Linked DNA regions of Mus musculus: region 2 is linked to region 1. Evidence: chromatin contacts called from public promoter capture Hi-C data. All regions are on one chromosome and are shown on one strand. The core of a region is the stretch at or near the end of the contact, and the rest is flanking DNA. Distances in the headings are between cores, read along the strand shown.

Evidence for each region. Promoter capture Hi-C pulls out the DNA fragments that hold promoters and counts their contacts.
Region 2: a contact with region 1 is called in a promoter capture Hi-C map of pre-B cells, with 4 times the contacts expected there. The contact joins the promoter of E430016F16Rik here to the promoter of 1500012K07Rik in region 1. A contact is called at or near these places in 1 of 39 promoter capture datasets (pre-B cells) and 1 of 484 Hi-C or Micro-C datasets (pre-B cells).

What each region holds. Positions count from the first base shown.
Region 1 is chr7:75,305,232-75,312,774 of GRCm38.p6, reverse strand. It overlaps 1500012K07Rik (RIKEN cDNA 1500012K07 gene), which reads right to left and starts at 4,073. Exons shown (of 3, transcript NR_045814.1): 1 at 3,859-4,073; 2 at 597-707. It overlaps Sv2b (synaptic vesicle glycoprotein 2 b), which reads left to right and starts at 3,513. Exons shown (of 13, transcript NM_153579.4): 1 at 3,513-3,901.
Region 2 is chr7:78,712,170-78,719,721 of GRCm38.p6, reverse strand. It overlaps E430016F16Rik (RIKEN cDNA E430016F16 gene), which reads left to right and starts at 1,502. Exons shown (of 11, transcript NR_015542.2): 1 at 1,502-1,642; 2 at 5,441-5,621; 3 at 7,196-7,503.

The DNA of each region.
Region 1 (7,543 bases), core at 2,824-5,323:
ATAATAATTTATTTATCAAGTTATTTATTTACAGACATTCATCTTATCTTCTTATTTTTGTTCTCTTTCCTGTAGTACATTAAAAAGATATTATCAAGACTGGTAAGATGGCTCAGCAGTTAAGAGCACAGGCTGCTCTTCCAGAGGTCCTGGGTTCAATTCCTAGCATCCACATGGCACCTCACAACTGCCTGGAACTCTAGTTCTAGGGGAACTAACACCCTCACACAGGCACACATGCAGGCAAAATACCAATCAGTGCACATAAAATAATAAATAATTTAAAAAGATAGCATTATTTGGAGCTTGAGAGAGGCTCAGAGGTTAAGAGCACTTGCTGATTTTCCAAGGACCAGGGTTCAATTCTTTGTACCCCTATGGCAGCTAACAATGGTCTGTAGCTACAGTTTCAGAGGATCTGAAACCTAACCTCTGAGGGCACTCTCTACTCATGTGGTATATAACACACCCATATACATAAAATAAAATGACAATAAGAATCATTATTCAGATGGAATAAAATATCCATGGAAGGAGTTGCAGAGACAAAGTTTGGAGCTAAGATGAAAGAATGGGCCATTTAGAGACTGTCTCACCTGGGGGTCCATCCCATAATCAGCCACCAAATGCAGACACTATTGCATACGCCAGCAAGATTTTGCGAAGGGATCCTGATATAGCTGTCTCCTGTGAGGCTTTGCCAGTGCCTGGAAAATACAGAAGTGGATGCTCACAGTCATCTATAGGATGGAATACAGGGCGCCCAATATACGAGCTAGAGAAAGTACCCAAGAGCCGAAGGGGTCTGCAACCCTATAGGTGGAACAACAATATGAACTAAGCAGTACTCCCAGAGCTTGTGTCTCTAGCTGCATATGTAGCAGAAGATGGCCTAGTCTGCCATCATTGGAAAGAGAGGCCCCTAGGTCTTGTAAACTTTATATGCCCCAGTACAGGGGAACGCCAGGGCCAAGAAGTGGGATTGAGTGGGTAAGGGATCAGGGTGGGGGGAGGGTATAGGGGACTTTTGGGATAGCATTTGAAATGTAAATGAAGAAAATATCTAATAAAATGTGGGGAAAAGAGAATATTAAGAATCCCTTTAAATAAATAAATTCAAAAATTGAAAAAAAAAAGAACCACTATTTAGGCACATGGTATTGGCTTAAGTGTGTAATGGACTTTAGGCATATTGCCCTCTACCCCTTCTCTTCTCACCCTTCCTTCCCCCAGTAGTGCCCTATTCTCCCAAATAGGTTTTAATGCTTATTTCTTTGAGGTTGTCCGCTGTCTTTCACACGTTTATGAATGTGGAATCCACCACATGTGCTTAGGGTCATTTGTATGAGCTAGGGTGGGAGCTTTATTTACCAGATCAAGAGCAACTTTGCATCAGTGACACCTCCGAGGAATAGGACTCTAGCAGCAATTATCTGCTGATAGCTCCCCGGGGAGCTATTATCTAGGAAGAGTATTTCCATTCAAACTATTTTTTCTTTTGTAGCTCACAAAGTCAGTATTTCCCTTCGTCTTCATCACTGAAATAAATGTCAATCTAAATATACACATCTAAAACTTTGAAGTAGGATTTACATCCACATTCACATGGTATTTGATGTGTCTATATAAAACCAGACACCATAAATGAGAGAAAGCATGACATTAGTCTTTCTGAGGTTGACTTAGTTTAATCTGATTATCTCTAGTTGTATCCATCAGCACATAGACTTCTGAATCTACTTTAGCCTTTGTCTTATTGAAGGTTTTATTGCTGTAAAGAGACACCGTGACCAAGGCAGTGCTAATAAAGGAAATGTTTACTTGGGGCCAGCTTACAGTTTTAGAGGTTTAGTTCGTTATCCTCATGGTAGGGAAGTATGGCAACGTACAGGCAGACAGGGTGCTGAAGAAGGAGCTGAGAATTCTACATCTTGGTCCACAGGCAGCAAGCAGAAGGAGACTGGGTGCCACACTGGGCATAGCTTGTGCAGAAGAGACCTCAAAGCCCATTTCCACAGCAACACACTTCTTCCAACCAAGCCTCACTTCCTAATAGTACCACTTCCTATGGTTCGGCATTCGAACACACCATACAGGGCATCTGCATAACTTCCTAATTCTCTGGTATGTGTAGGTGTTCATAAATTCCTTGAATTACTAAGGAAATTATCTGGATTGTCCTTTCAAGTTCTCACTCAATGGAATGGGTAGAGGGGAATGGATCAGGTGAAGCATGGAAGCTGTTGATGTCAGTGGGGAGACACTTTTGTTCACTCGACGAGGAAGAAGTGTTTCTAAGGACAAAGGGAAGCCAATGGCCTGGTTTTAGTCAGGAAGGAACCAAGATTAGACTTACACCTTAGGGAACAACTATGGGAGGGGAACTAGGGAAGCCCTTGCAAGGTGGTTCAGGGTCAAGCCCAGGCTAAGAAAGAGGTGGGGAGCTGAGAGAAGCCTTCTGTAGCTGGAGGGGGTGATAGAAGTGAAGAGCTTGGGGAGGCAGAAGTATTGAGTGGAGAAAAGGCAAGATTCTTCTCTTTTGCCTCCACTTTGACATAATTAGGTACAATGGTTGGTTTTGTTAACAACACACACCTACACACATATGTGAAGAGCAACTTCAGTTGGGAAAATACCTTCATCAGATTGCCTGTAGGTAAGTTTTGTGAGGGCATTTTTTTTTTTTTTTTTTTGTTTTTAAATTAGAGACTGATACGGGAAGTCCAGCTTACTGGGAATGGTGCCAGTCCTGACCAGGTAGTCCTGAGTTTAATAAGAAAGGAGACCTAACATGCCAGTAAGCAGTGTTCCCCAGTTGCCTCTCCCTCATTTTCTGCCCTGACTTCCCTCAATGGATTGTGCTGGTGATACGTAAGTTCAGTAGACTCTTTCCCCACCAAACTGCCTTTGGTCATGGTATCGTTCTCATAGTTGTCCTTCTCACAGTTAGAAAAGCAATTAGGGAAGGTACTTAGCAGACACTACAGAAGACTAGGCCCCTGTACTGTTGTTTAATTTGGACTTTGAACTTCCAGGGTGACTTCGTTCATGACTTTATTTCCTTCTAGAAGGAACCCTATGCTTTGGGAAAATCTTCCCAGGCTGGCTGCATTGTGTTTGTGAGCCGGGTGTGTGTGTGTGTGTGTGTGTGTGTGTGTGTGTGTGCGCGCGCGTGTGGCATTGGTAAGAAGGAAACAGCTAGAGCCTTTCTCCAATATATTAAACCCTCCAAATTTTCCTCATCCCCTCCCCACCCCCCGGACCCTCCGCTGGCCAAGCAAGCTCTTTTTCAGTTCCAAAGGAGTTAAGAAGACCAGAACGATTTGTCAACATCTATTATCTTGGGTAGTTTGGGGATGGCATAATCCGAGGACACCCCCAGTCCAAGACCGAGCTTGGGGACAGAGCTTGGAGTCTTATGCGCCTTGGCGCCTTAGGTGGGAGGGTGGAGAGACCAAGATATTTATAGTCAGTTGGGAACAAACCTAATAGAATAAGACGTTTGCAGGTCTGTTCATCCGCAAATCCAGAAAGGGCGGGTCCGGGGAGTGGGCTCTGGCTCCCCTCCAACCTATCCGGAACTCCTCTCCTTGGATCTGAAAGGGAGTTAGAAGCAAAGAGCTTTCCGCAGTGAACACAGTGCCTGGACTAGGCTCTGGCTGATCCTTCTAAATAGACTCAGGAGCCCCGGGAGGGCTGGGGTGCTGCAGGGTGCTGGGAGCGCGCTGCACAGAGGCTCTGCACAGCGGAGGCAGCAGCGAAGGCGACGAGGGCGCGGCGATGCAGGTGTGCCCTAGGGAGAGCCTGCCTCGGTTGGGATTACCAACCGCGTTAGCCTGAGCTGCCGCCCAGACTTACGGTGTTCGGCTGCTGACCGGCTCGCTGCGGATTTTCCACCCAGGTAGGGGACGGCGATTCTCGCGGTGGTGCGGGGCTCCCAGGCCTGGCATGCTGAGACCCGTGCTGGGACCTCTGGGTGCGGTTGTTAGGAAAAGCCTCAAAGGGCAGCAGAGTTGGAAAGCAGCGCACCGAAAAAGGAGCACTTGCTGCTGCCCCGGGCTGCGCGCTTCTTTGAACGTGGCCTTCCCCAGGACTTGGAGTGAAAGCACATGAACTATTGGCGCGGTAAATAGTTTCCCAACTTGGGCTACTGACATTTATAGCTGCTTTCCACATGCTTCCTGGACATCCCTTTAGTTCAACCTTACTCCTCGTTGGCTTTTTCTCAGAGAACAGATTAAATACGTGCCCACACCTGCTGGCTCTGGACTGGGGTTTGTGTGTGTTTCTCTGTGTTGAGGGCGCCCTCCGCGGGCGTGGGAGCCGTTTCTTAGGGACTTTCTTTTTTTTTTTTTTTCTGGATGGATTTTTAGCGCAAGGAAAAGAACATGATTTGTTTTGCAGGGATGGGTGAGCAAATGCCGTTAGCTAGGGAGGAGCAAGGCGCTGCTGTTCCCTCCGCAGCAGACCAGTGGTAGATTTCTCATCTGTCGGGTACAGCAGATCCAGCTGCCCAAATGCTTTTATCTTTTATCCAGAAATTGCAGATGCAAACAGGCTCCGTTTAAAGGTAACTTGATGCAGATGTGTTGGGTAAGGTAGGGTGGGACGCTGTGGGATGCTTGCTGGTTTCTAAGCCTGTTTGGAAGGTGAATGTGGGTGGCTCTGGGTCTCAAGGAGGGGCAGGTGAGGGGTGAGAGGTGTGTGGATGGTGGGGAACTAGACATTGCAACCAGCTTGGCGGTCTCTTCTATGCTTTCCCTTGCCCTTTGCAGAAGAGGCGGCTTGCTAGAAGATGCAGTTGATATGGTGAGTGAGGCACAATCTGCGTCTTCCCTGAGTCAGCAAATACTTGCCCAACGGTTTTATGTGTCAGAGGTGGCATTGATCCTTAGGGATGAAGAGGTGATGGAAACAAAATCCTAATGTGGCACAGGCTCACACCCGGTGGGGGACAAACACCTGTAGTAAGGAGGTGTGACCAGTTCGGGATTGGTTTTGTTTCTTGAGCCATTGCTCTTGAATATCCTGCAACCCTCTCCCATTCCATCACCATCACGGCTGATGGGAAGGCAGAGCTGATGTTAGCAGAACAAGACTAGTGTCAAGGAGGCACTCTGAAGGCTGCACTGAGGGCAAAGCACACCAATGCAGGTCCGGCTTTTTACTTTTGTTCTCTTGATAAGTATTTTCTCTAAGTTTCAGGACAATGGAGTATTGAAATAGCTTTTCACAAAGGCAGGGACTCTTGCAATTTCTAAGGGAGTTTCAGAGCAGATCAACTTGTGGGACAAAAAGCCAACATTGTTGGTGGGTTATTTCTTTTGCCAGAGGTGTGCCTTACATGCATTTTGTAACTGAAAGCACCAGGTGTTTGAATAATAACCTGGCACACTGTGGGTAGTGTGGCCTTGACTGCTCTAAGAGAGCTGGTCTTTGGCAAGTATCTTAGCCTTTCTTCGAGCCTTGATTTCATCATCTGTAAAATGGAAGCAACGACACTGTCATGATAAATATGTAACACACACACTTAAAAGTATTTGCTCATCGTTTAACAATCATCATATAGTGATCATTTGGCATGAAGTTGCTACTTAAGTTTGTTCATTGAGTTCCTACCATGTGACAGGCACTTCTCTATATGTGGCAACTGTAGCATTGAGCAAACTGTGTGTGTGTGTGTGTGTGTGCAAGTGTATTACTGAACAAATAAATAAGTATTTAGTATTTTAGCCCAGGAGCTGAGATGGAGAAAAATAAAGTAGAATAAGAAACATGAGAAGTGCTGCAAGTTTTGGAGTGGGTTTGTTATCTATCTATTTGTCTATCTGTCTGTCTATCTGCCTGTCTATCTATCTGTCTGTCTGTCATCAACTCTATCATCTATTTGTCTATCTCTTTCCTATCTATCTATCTATCTATCTATCTATCTATCTATCTATCTATCTATCCTTCTATCTATCTATCTATCTATCTATCTATCTATCTATCCTTCTATCTATCTATCTATCTATCTATCTATCTATCTATCTATCTATCCATCCATCCATCCATCTATCTATCTATCTATCTATCTATCTATCTATCTATCTATCTATCTATCTATCTTTCTACCCTTCTATCATAATCATCTCTATCATCTCTCTGTCTATCTCTTTCATATCTATCATCTATTTACCTATCTAATCTATCATCTATCTCTTTCATATCTATCTGCTATCTATGTGGTCAGAGAGATAGTTGATAATGAGGGCATCTTGACCAACTCTGGTGAGAGTGAGGGAGAAAGCCAGGCGGTATGAGTAGAGTAACAGAACCTGCAAAAGCCTGAGACAAGAGACAAACACATAAGAGAACAAGAAAGAGACCCAGGAAGCCCAGTTGTGTGAATGAGGGGGATGGTGGTGAGAACTGTCTGAGGATAACATGAAAAGGTCACTGCTGTCTTGCTTCATGATTTCTGTTTATATATTTGTCGCTTAAGATACAGCACTGACTTCTTGTTTAAGGACTTGGCTGAGTTCCTAATCTCCGTGTTTAAAAGAAGGTTATCTGGTAGGAAGTGGTACTTGGACAGTTCAAAACAGGATCTAATGCAGCAAGCCAGAGGGATACATCTCTGCAAGGCAAGCTCGGTGACTCTGATTCCTAGCCCCCAGATGGAGGACCGTGTTTACACCTGTTTCTTTTCCAGACGAAGCAGAGTCACCTTTAGTGAACAGTCCGGCAGGTGTTGTCCCCACTAGCTCATGTTCTCTTTTCTTTGGCAAGAATCTCTGTGGTTACGGAAAGGATTGGGATCATCTGGAAATATACTGACCTTCAGTGCACGATGGAATGCATTTACGTATGGCTGGATGGTGAATTTATTTAGGGCTTCCATCCAAAAGCTTAATATAAAGATCACAGCTTGCTGCTTTGTCCTTTGGAGAAAGCAGTATGGGGGGGGGGGGATCTGAGGACTCTATCAGCTCTTTGTGGTGCAGTAAGCCTACTGCAGTGTTCCATGAGTGAAATGGGCGAGGGGGAGATTGATGGCTGAAAACCTTGTGAAAGCATCTGTGAAATAGGATGGGGGGAGGCTGGGTCAAGGTCAGGGTGGCTGGTCATCACCCAATTCATCTCAGAAGAGAGCATTTACTTCTCATCCAAGGTCTGCCTCTCAGTTATACTCTTTAGTCTCAGAAACCTGATCTGTCTCTCTGGGCTATGTCAGAATAGCTTTGTTCCTCTGCATGCCACATTATTGATCCTCAGTGGTGGAGACAGTTTGTTCTATGGCCAGTGTATGTAAGTCCTGCAGACCCCCATTCATGACGTCCAAGCTACAGAGAGCAGAGCTGCTTAGAGACCTACCTGAAGAACTGGTCACACACTTTAAGGTTTGTCTTAAGAGAGTATAGAGTAAACCACCCTCAAACTCAGTGACCTTGAACAACTAGCATTTATTATTTTCTCTCATGTGTATGGAGTGGCCAAGAGATCTGTCTGAGTTGTACTTGGTTGATTTCTGCTGTGCCTGTTCATGTGACTTGGCTCTGTT
Region 2 (7,552 bases), core at 253-2,752, 3.4 Mb before region 1:
TGGGTTAGTTCATGGTGAAAAGTTTTTCATAGTGCCAAGTTTATAACCCATTAAACCCCCGATGATCTTTACTGCCGATGAATTAGATGTCAATTTTTAGAACATTAATTTTTACATTTCCCTGCCCTGGAAGCAGCCTAAGTATAGCTTCCTTCACATGATAGGGTCTTCACTGTGACTCCCAGGGTCACACGGGGCTTGGAGAGAGTTCTTCCTGAGGTTGGATCTGGAGAATATAGTAACTGTATCCCACAGAGATGGCTTCGGTCCGTTTTGCTTTTTGAGTTCTTAAGTCTGCTTTTTATAGTTTGCTGTCTCTTTCTGTGCTCTCAGGCTGTCAACTGTCACTTCCTGCAGCTGTCAGCCTGGCTTTCTCTTTCTTGAGACTCACCACTATCGGCATCTTCCCCGCCCCCAGTGCGCACACACACACACACACACACACACACACACACACACACACAGAGGGAGATTCCATTCTGATTCAGGATTACTTAGAGTCAGTGGGCTTGACTCATCCAATCTGTAAAGCAGCCACCCCCTAACCTGAGAGCAGCCCCTGATCTGGTGACATCAGCTTCACCTGGGAACTCCTTAGAGATGCCCATTCCTCCGGTCCTGTTCCAGACTTGCCTAATCAGAATCACTGGAGTGGGGTGGGAAGGGTAGAACAAGCAATCTGTATTTACCAAGCTGTCTGGTGATTTAGGTGTCTCTCAGTTGGAGAAATAGCCCATAGGAAAGGGAAATAAGGTCCGAGGGAAGGCTTACGGCGCTGCACGTGGTTCAGAGAATCAGTCTATGTTCTGTGTCCAATCTAGAGACTTCTGTGTCTTTCTGGGTTCTGGGCTGTGTTCAGTGCTATTGGACAGTTTCAGGATAGCTGAATTGTAGGAAGGTGTGATGTTGTGCATGTGTGTCAGCCTAGTACATACAGAGAATGAGTAAAGGATAGAGAGAGAAAAGCCAGGCTCTGCAGAGAGGCTTGTCTTAGCTCCTAGAATCTTCCGTGTGTGGCTTAGCCTCAGAATCCTGGTTGCAATCCACCAGCTCAGAGTCCTACCAGTCTTCAGGTAGAAGGAGGAGCTCCTGGGTTTCGCCTGTGAATAGTGTGCCTAAGGCTCAGACCAAGTGTCAGGAACACTCTGAGAGTTACCAGCTGGTGGAGACTCTGCCAGAGACTCTCCACGCGGAATTTTTCAGGCGGACAGCTGGGATATGTGTGGGAGCCTCAGAGATGCATGGATTTGGGTTTGTAAACACAGGCCTGTTAAATTTAGGGCGGGCCTCGGGCCTAGGAGAGCTCCGTAGCATCATTTGGCAACTGTTGCCCATATTGAGTGGTTTAAAAACCCTGCTTATTCCTTATATAGTAGGAGGCCTGTTTTAGCACAGCTTGTCATCAGAGGGGAGGGTCTTGGCACAGGAGTTGAACACCCACTGTGTGCCAGGTGCTCTGCATAAACCATGCCGTTTTGACTGCTGCGTATTCAGGGGCTGAGGCTTATCAGCTCTGCTTACTGAGAGCAAAGGTCTAGACCTAAGAAATCTCAGTCATGGTGTTGGATGTGCCTCAAGGATGGATGCAAGAGGACCACCTCCTGTGTAGTGGAGAAGGGCAACCGGCAGATGGCATGTAGTGGTAAGGATCCTCTGTCCATAGTGAGAACCCGATACCATCCATAGAAGCCGGGCCAAAGAACTGGCCAAACTGCCTAGTTTCCTTGTGTTACTGCTTGTCAGAAAAAGACATCTGGAGTATGATCCCACAGGATGCTCTTCAAATTCAAGGCTTTGCTGGACAAATCACTTTGGGAATTGTCATAAAGCTTTATTCTCCCCTTGGAGATTGTGAGTTACTTGTGGTAAGCAGGGTTAACCAGCCAAGCAGACAGAGATGATCACTATAAAGAGATGCTGGGAACTGGCTTTGTGGTGGTGCGGGCTGGCAGGGAAAGGTTGACGTCCCAAGGGCAGGCTGCACCTCTCTGCCTGCATCAAGGGCGATGCTGTCTGTGAGTGGGACCCTTCCACCCACCTTTGTGGGGAGACTTCCACTCTACTGTTAGGGCCTTTGGAGCCACTGAGTCCAGTCAACCCAGGTATCCTTTACTCAAAACTAGCTTATTGTAGAATTAACTACACCTATCAAATTTTCCTGGAAACACCTAGGGAAGCATTTGACATTGGCATCTAAGATTGATCACTACAATTATGGTTTAGACCTTAGATATACCCCGAAGGCTTGTTGAAGGCTTTGTGGCAGTGTTTGGAGCTAGTAGAGTCTTTAGTGTGGAGCTCTGTAGAAAGGCATCAGGTTCATAGGGTTCTGCCCATGAAAGTGTGATTGGTATCTCAGTCCCTTTCTTTTCATCTCTGCTTACTGGCTGCCACCGGTGAGCAGCCTCCTCTGCCCTGATGATTTCTGTGCCACAGGCCTGAAGCAAGTGAACTGAGCCACTGTGGACTGAAACCTCAGAATGCATGCATGCATTGAAACACTCTTGTACATTGAGTGCCTCAGGTATTTAGACACAGTGAGACAGAGATGACTGGCCAGTAGAATACCAGATGTAGCACAGAAGTCTTCTCCAAAAAGACATCTTGATTTTGGTGAATCTCTTCCCTCCTAAAGTTGCCCTGCCTGCTCTCCCATTTTACAAACCCGTAACAGAACAGCCATGTGTGCCAGAGTTCCACACAGCGCTTAGGAGATTGCTGGCCTGAGCTTCCTGGCCCTACCTCAACCCGAGACCCTGGAAGAGCTCAGACGCTAAACAATTCAGTCTTTGGTGATTCAGGGACATAGTTTGCCAACCTCAATCCCATTGGTATCTTAGCCAGCTAATTCTGTGTCATAGGGCTCACCCTGTGTACTGTGGGATATTTAGCAGGATTCCTGGTCTTGGTCTGATGGATGACAGCAGTACTCCTTCCTCCCCAGCTATGACAATCCATAATGTCAAACATCTTCCGACAAGTGAAATGTTCCCTGCTGAAAAGCACTAGTGCAGAGGAAGACATTGTGGAATAGCATAGAGGTCCAGGGAGCCCGGCAACCTGAGTTTGAACTGTACCTCTCACATTTAACTGTGTCCTACCGTGTTCTGGACAACTTGGAGCAGTCCAGCCTGGGTTGACTAGCTCTGTGCGGGGAATGACTTTACTTTCATGAGGCCCCATTTTCCACCTCTCCAAAATGATGATCATGATAGGATTTATCAAGTTATTGAGGGATTCATTGGAGTAGAGTATTTAGGCTGCCTGGCTCTCAACAATTATTCTGCATGTGTTTGTCCTTTAGCCTTCTGACAAGGAGGCCCAGTCTCTTGTCTGAATTCTCCTGGGCATCCTGGGATAATGGAATTGCAAGACCATCATCTGGTCTATATTCTAAGTAAGAAGACAAATTCATCTTGGGGTTTGAGGCTCCAGGGCTTCAGACTGGTAACAGTCCCCCACTCGGAGTGCAGATGCCCATGACCCCAAGTTTACAGAGGAACTTCAAGAATGTCCAGAGCTCAGCAGCCTCAGACTCCCTTCCAGGCCACTCCACAGGTTGCTCCATGGCTCCTTCCCACAGGCCACAGATTTATGAATGGTGCACACTGTGTCCTTGCCAGGAGGTTTATTAATGGGCTTTCATACAGCACTTTAGGTTGGTGAGCTCTCCTTGCTCCTTCGGTTCCTGGCCGGATGCAGGGAGATACATCACATCAGCAAAATCTTCCTCTTGATTTGCCAGAGGGGGTGATTAAGACACCATCTATTGGGGATAGACTCTCAGCCCACTCTCCTCCTCCTTTGGCCATCTCTTGGCCACTAACAAATTCCATGGAGGCAGCATATAGCCCATAGCCATCCTCTGCAGGTAAGACGGCCACCTTATTGCCAGTCATGGGGATGCAGAGCATACTAACTTCAGGTCAGAAGTTTTGGGTTCTGGGCATCTACCTACTAGGCAGATAACTCGGGAGAGTTGCTGGGCCTCTCAGAGTTTCAGTTTCTTCATCTGGAGTCACAGCCATCTCCTAGCATGGGTGGGAATATTTCCTGAGTGTTTTAGTTGTGCAAAACCTTGTCCAGGATTAGTGTATCCTCTTTATGGAGGAAGCATGCACAGCAAGGGTGGGGTTTGAGTTACTCAGACACCTCAGAGTGTAGCAGCTTTGGAGGGGCTCTGAACCATTCTTCAAAAGATGCCATTTTTTCCATTTGGGGGAACACAAAAAGAACTTCCATGCAGTCTCTCATACCTGATGAGTCACCTGTGCCTGGTACCTGCAAAGGGCAGGGTCCCTCTGAAGAATGAAGGACAAGCCCCGAGGGATGAAGTACCTCTGTCCTCAGGTGTTGTGCAGAAGTTACCTTCCAACTTTCCATCTTGGGGGGAAACTTCTTTTTTTTTTTATTACGTATTTTCCTCAATTACATTTCCAATGCTATCCCAAAAGTCCCCCCCACCCTCCCCCCACTCCCTCCCCCCCACTCCCCCTTTTTGGCCCTGGCGTTCCCCTGTACTGGGGCATATAAAGTTTGCGTGTCCAATGGGCCTCTCTTTCCAGTGATGGCTGACTAGGCCATCTTTTGATACATATGCAGCTAGAGTCAAGAGCTCCGGGGTACTGGTTAGTTCATAATGTTGTTGCACCTACAGGGTTGCAGATCTCTTTAGCTCCTTGGATACTTTCTGTAGCTCCTCCATTGGGGGCCCTGTGATCCATCCAATAGTTGACTGTGAGCATCCACTTCTGTGTTTGCTAGGCCCTGGCCTAGTCTCACAAGAGACAGCTATATCACGGTCCTTGCAACAAACGCTTGCTAGTGTATGCAATGGTGTCATCGTTTGGAGGCTAATTATGGGATGGATCCCTGAATATGGCAGTGGGGGAAACTTCTTAAGACGTGATATTTACAGGGAGATGAAACAACAGGATGTTCTGAGGGGAGGCGAAATGCCCTAGGGAACTTCCTTAAGATAAGAAGCAAAGAACTCAAAATGGTTTCAGGAAGTTCCTGAAATTGACCAGATTAACCAGGCTTCTCTAGTCCTAAGAGCATATAAACAGTAAACTCTGCAGACAGCCACCCTTAGACAGGCCCAGCAGCCTGCAAGAAGCAGAGACCAGCTGAACTGGTGGAAAGAACCCTCCAGAAGGATGCTCTCTGACCTGCAGGCTGAGCAATGTGCCCCAGGTTTCCAGCTTTGTGAGCCGTTACCTCTGCTGGGGTGGGCTTTTGTGGTGGTGGTAGCACAGGGGCTTTTGAGTCTTTCTGCTACTGTAAGTAACCTCTCACCCGTATTCCTGTAAGGAAGTAACCCCAATAAAACTCATTAGTGCACCATGTTGGAATTTGGTGGCATCTATACTTTGATCTGTCCTCATTTCTCTGTCTGAGGTAAATAGAGGTATTTGTTTATGTCTTTTTATAATACTAGGATCACAGTTCTCTACTTCCAGCAGTCCTGACAGAGTGTGAGGGAGACTGTACAAAGAGGTCTGGATACCCACCTTCTGTGTTTTTGACTTTGGAAGTTGGATTAGAAGAGCCATGAAGTATTCTCCAGCTTTGGTACCTTGTGCTTTCAGGGAGAGTCAGCATCACCTCTCTGTTCCCAGGTAGCTAAAGTTTTCATGGCAAAAATGTGTTCATTCTAAGGGGCAGAGCAGAGGTTAGAACATTCCACTGCTGACATTCAACCCCCATGGTCCTAGATGTGATTGGTAGCTTTGAACTAAGAAGGGGCCTAGCTCTTACCTTGCCACTTTCCCTTCTATCAGTTCATACAAAGTTGGCTTGTTGGGAATCCCTTTTCTAAGCATTTTGGACCTCTTACCATTTTGCAGTTTCTTTATCTAGTAAATATTGATTAATCACACACTCCAGGCACCTAAAAACCAGTCACTGAGCCCCAAGCAGCTACAGATACACAAACCAATAAAATCCTTGTGCCACAACAGGTGCCTAATGGACAGACATGTGTTCAGGGTCCCAGGTGGCATCCTTGGGGATGCCACTGGAGGAGCAGATAGGGCCAATTCCAGGGTTCTTTGCCAAGGAAATGTATTTAACTCTGAACCTAGTGCCTCTATGCCTGTATATAACTGTTCCTTGTCTGGCAGAATCCTATAATCTCACCATTCAGTTTAAGGTTCTGATTTGGGGTGTAAAACCCTCTCTGTTATCAAGGTAGCTTATCCTAACCCTCTGGGCTATCCCTAGCAAGCAGTTGCTGTGCTGTCGGGAAACTCCCTCCTCTCTAGTGAAGTGTTTTTACCTCCTTTCTCCTTGGCCTAACACAATCTTGCTTTTGAGAGTCCCCTTGGGAGAAGAGAGCCAAGGAGCTTGGCAGTTTAAAAGCCCTGTAATTGCACTGTTGGTTTCTAGCAGAACCCTGGGCTTCCCAAGTTAAAGAAAGTTTACAAGGCCTCAAAAACAGCTCAAGTGCCAGTGGGCTTTGGAGATACTGTCCAGAGCAGGAGTGGGGGAGGAGGAGAAGGGGGAATAAAGATGCTTTATGTAACATCTTTAGGAGTCTCTAATCACTCTTCTCTAATGCCAGGAGAGGAGGCCTACCCAGACTTTAGGACAAGAGGTTTTAGGGATAGGATATTTAAAATAAATAGTAAAGTAAATTCTCTGGGGTTTGTGGATCTTCTTAGCTCAGTCAAAACTGTTTTCTATGTGTTTGCTGCGTGGTCCTTGTTCTAGGGGACAGGGTTACATCTCTGAGCCAATCAGGTCAAGTCCTTTCCATAGCTAAGCTTTTGCCAACCATTGGGTGATACAAATGAAGCACATAGATGAATGCATATATGGAATATGTCAGAAAGTAAGACATTGGAAAAAAGAATAAAGCAAAGTTGAAATGAAGTGAAGTGAAAACAAGTAAAGATGATGGTTAGGGTATCCCAGGGAGACTTTGTAGGAAGGAAACTTGTCCAGGAAGCCACAGAGAGGAAGGAATGAAGTAAAGAGTTGAGGGAGGGAGGGAAGGAAGGGGTGGAGCCCCAGGTTGCAAATGTGCTTTGCCTGTTCAAAGAATAGCTTCAGGCTTGGTGAGACTGGGGTTGGACATTAGGTGTGAGAGAAAGTGGGCGAAAGCAATGGGTTGGGGGAAGTCTGGACCTGATCCTGGGGGGCTTTGTGAAACAGGGGTAACAGTGAAGCCATGCCCCCTCTCTTCTTGCAGAACTGTAAAAGGGAGGCCAGAGGCTGAGAGCAAGGTGTGTTGGATTGGGAGAACTACTGGGAAGAACATGAAGAAGGCAGAGCAAAAGAAGAGGAAGCAATCCATGGTTATTTCAAAGAGAGGCAGAAATTTCTAGAAAAAACATGCCAGGGTTTCTGGTCAGCACTGAAGACCCTTTGAAGCTTGAAGTATTGAACTGAAAGGAACACAATAAATACAGTGATGCTTTTCTCTTTTAAGTGGCTAAGATGGGCCGGCCATGGTGTTAGGCAGTTTGTGGAGAGACATGGAAACATTGCTGTCCTCAGGTAGGCACCCTGTCCATTGTAAAGAGAACCAAGCCAAGCTTACAAGTAA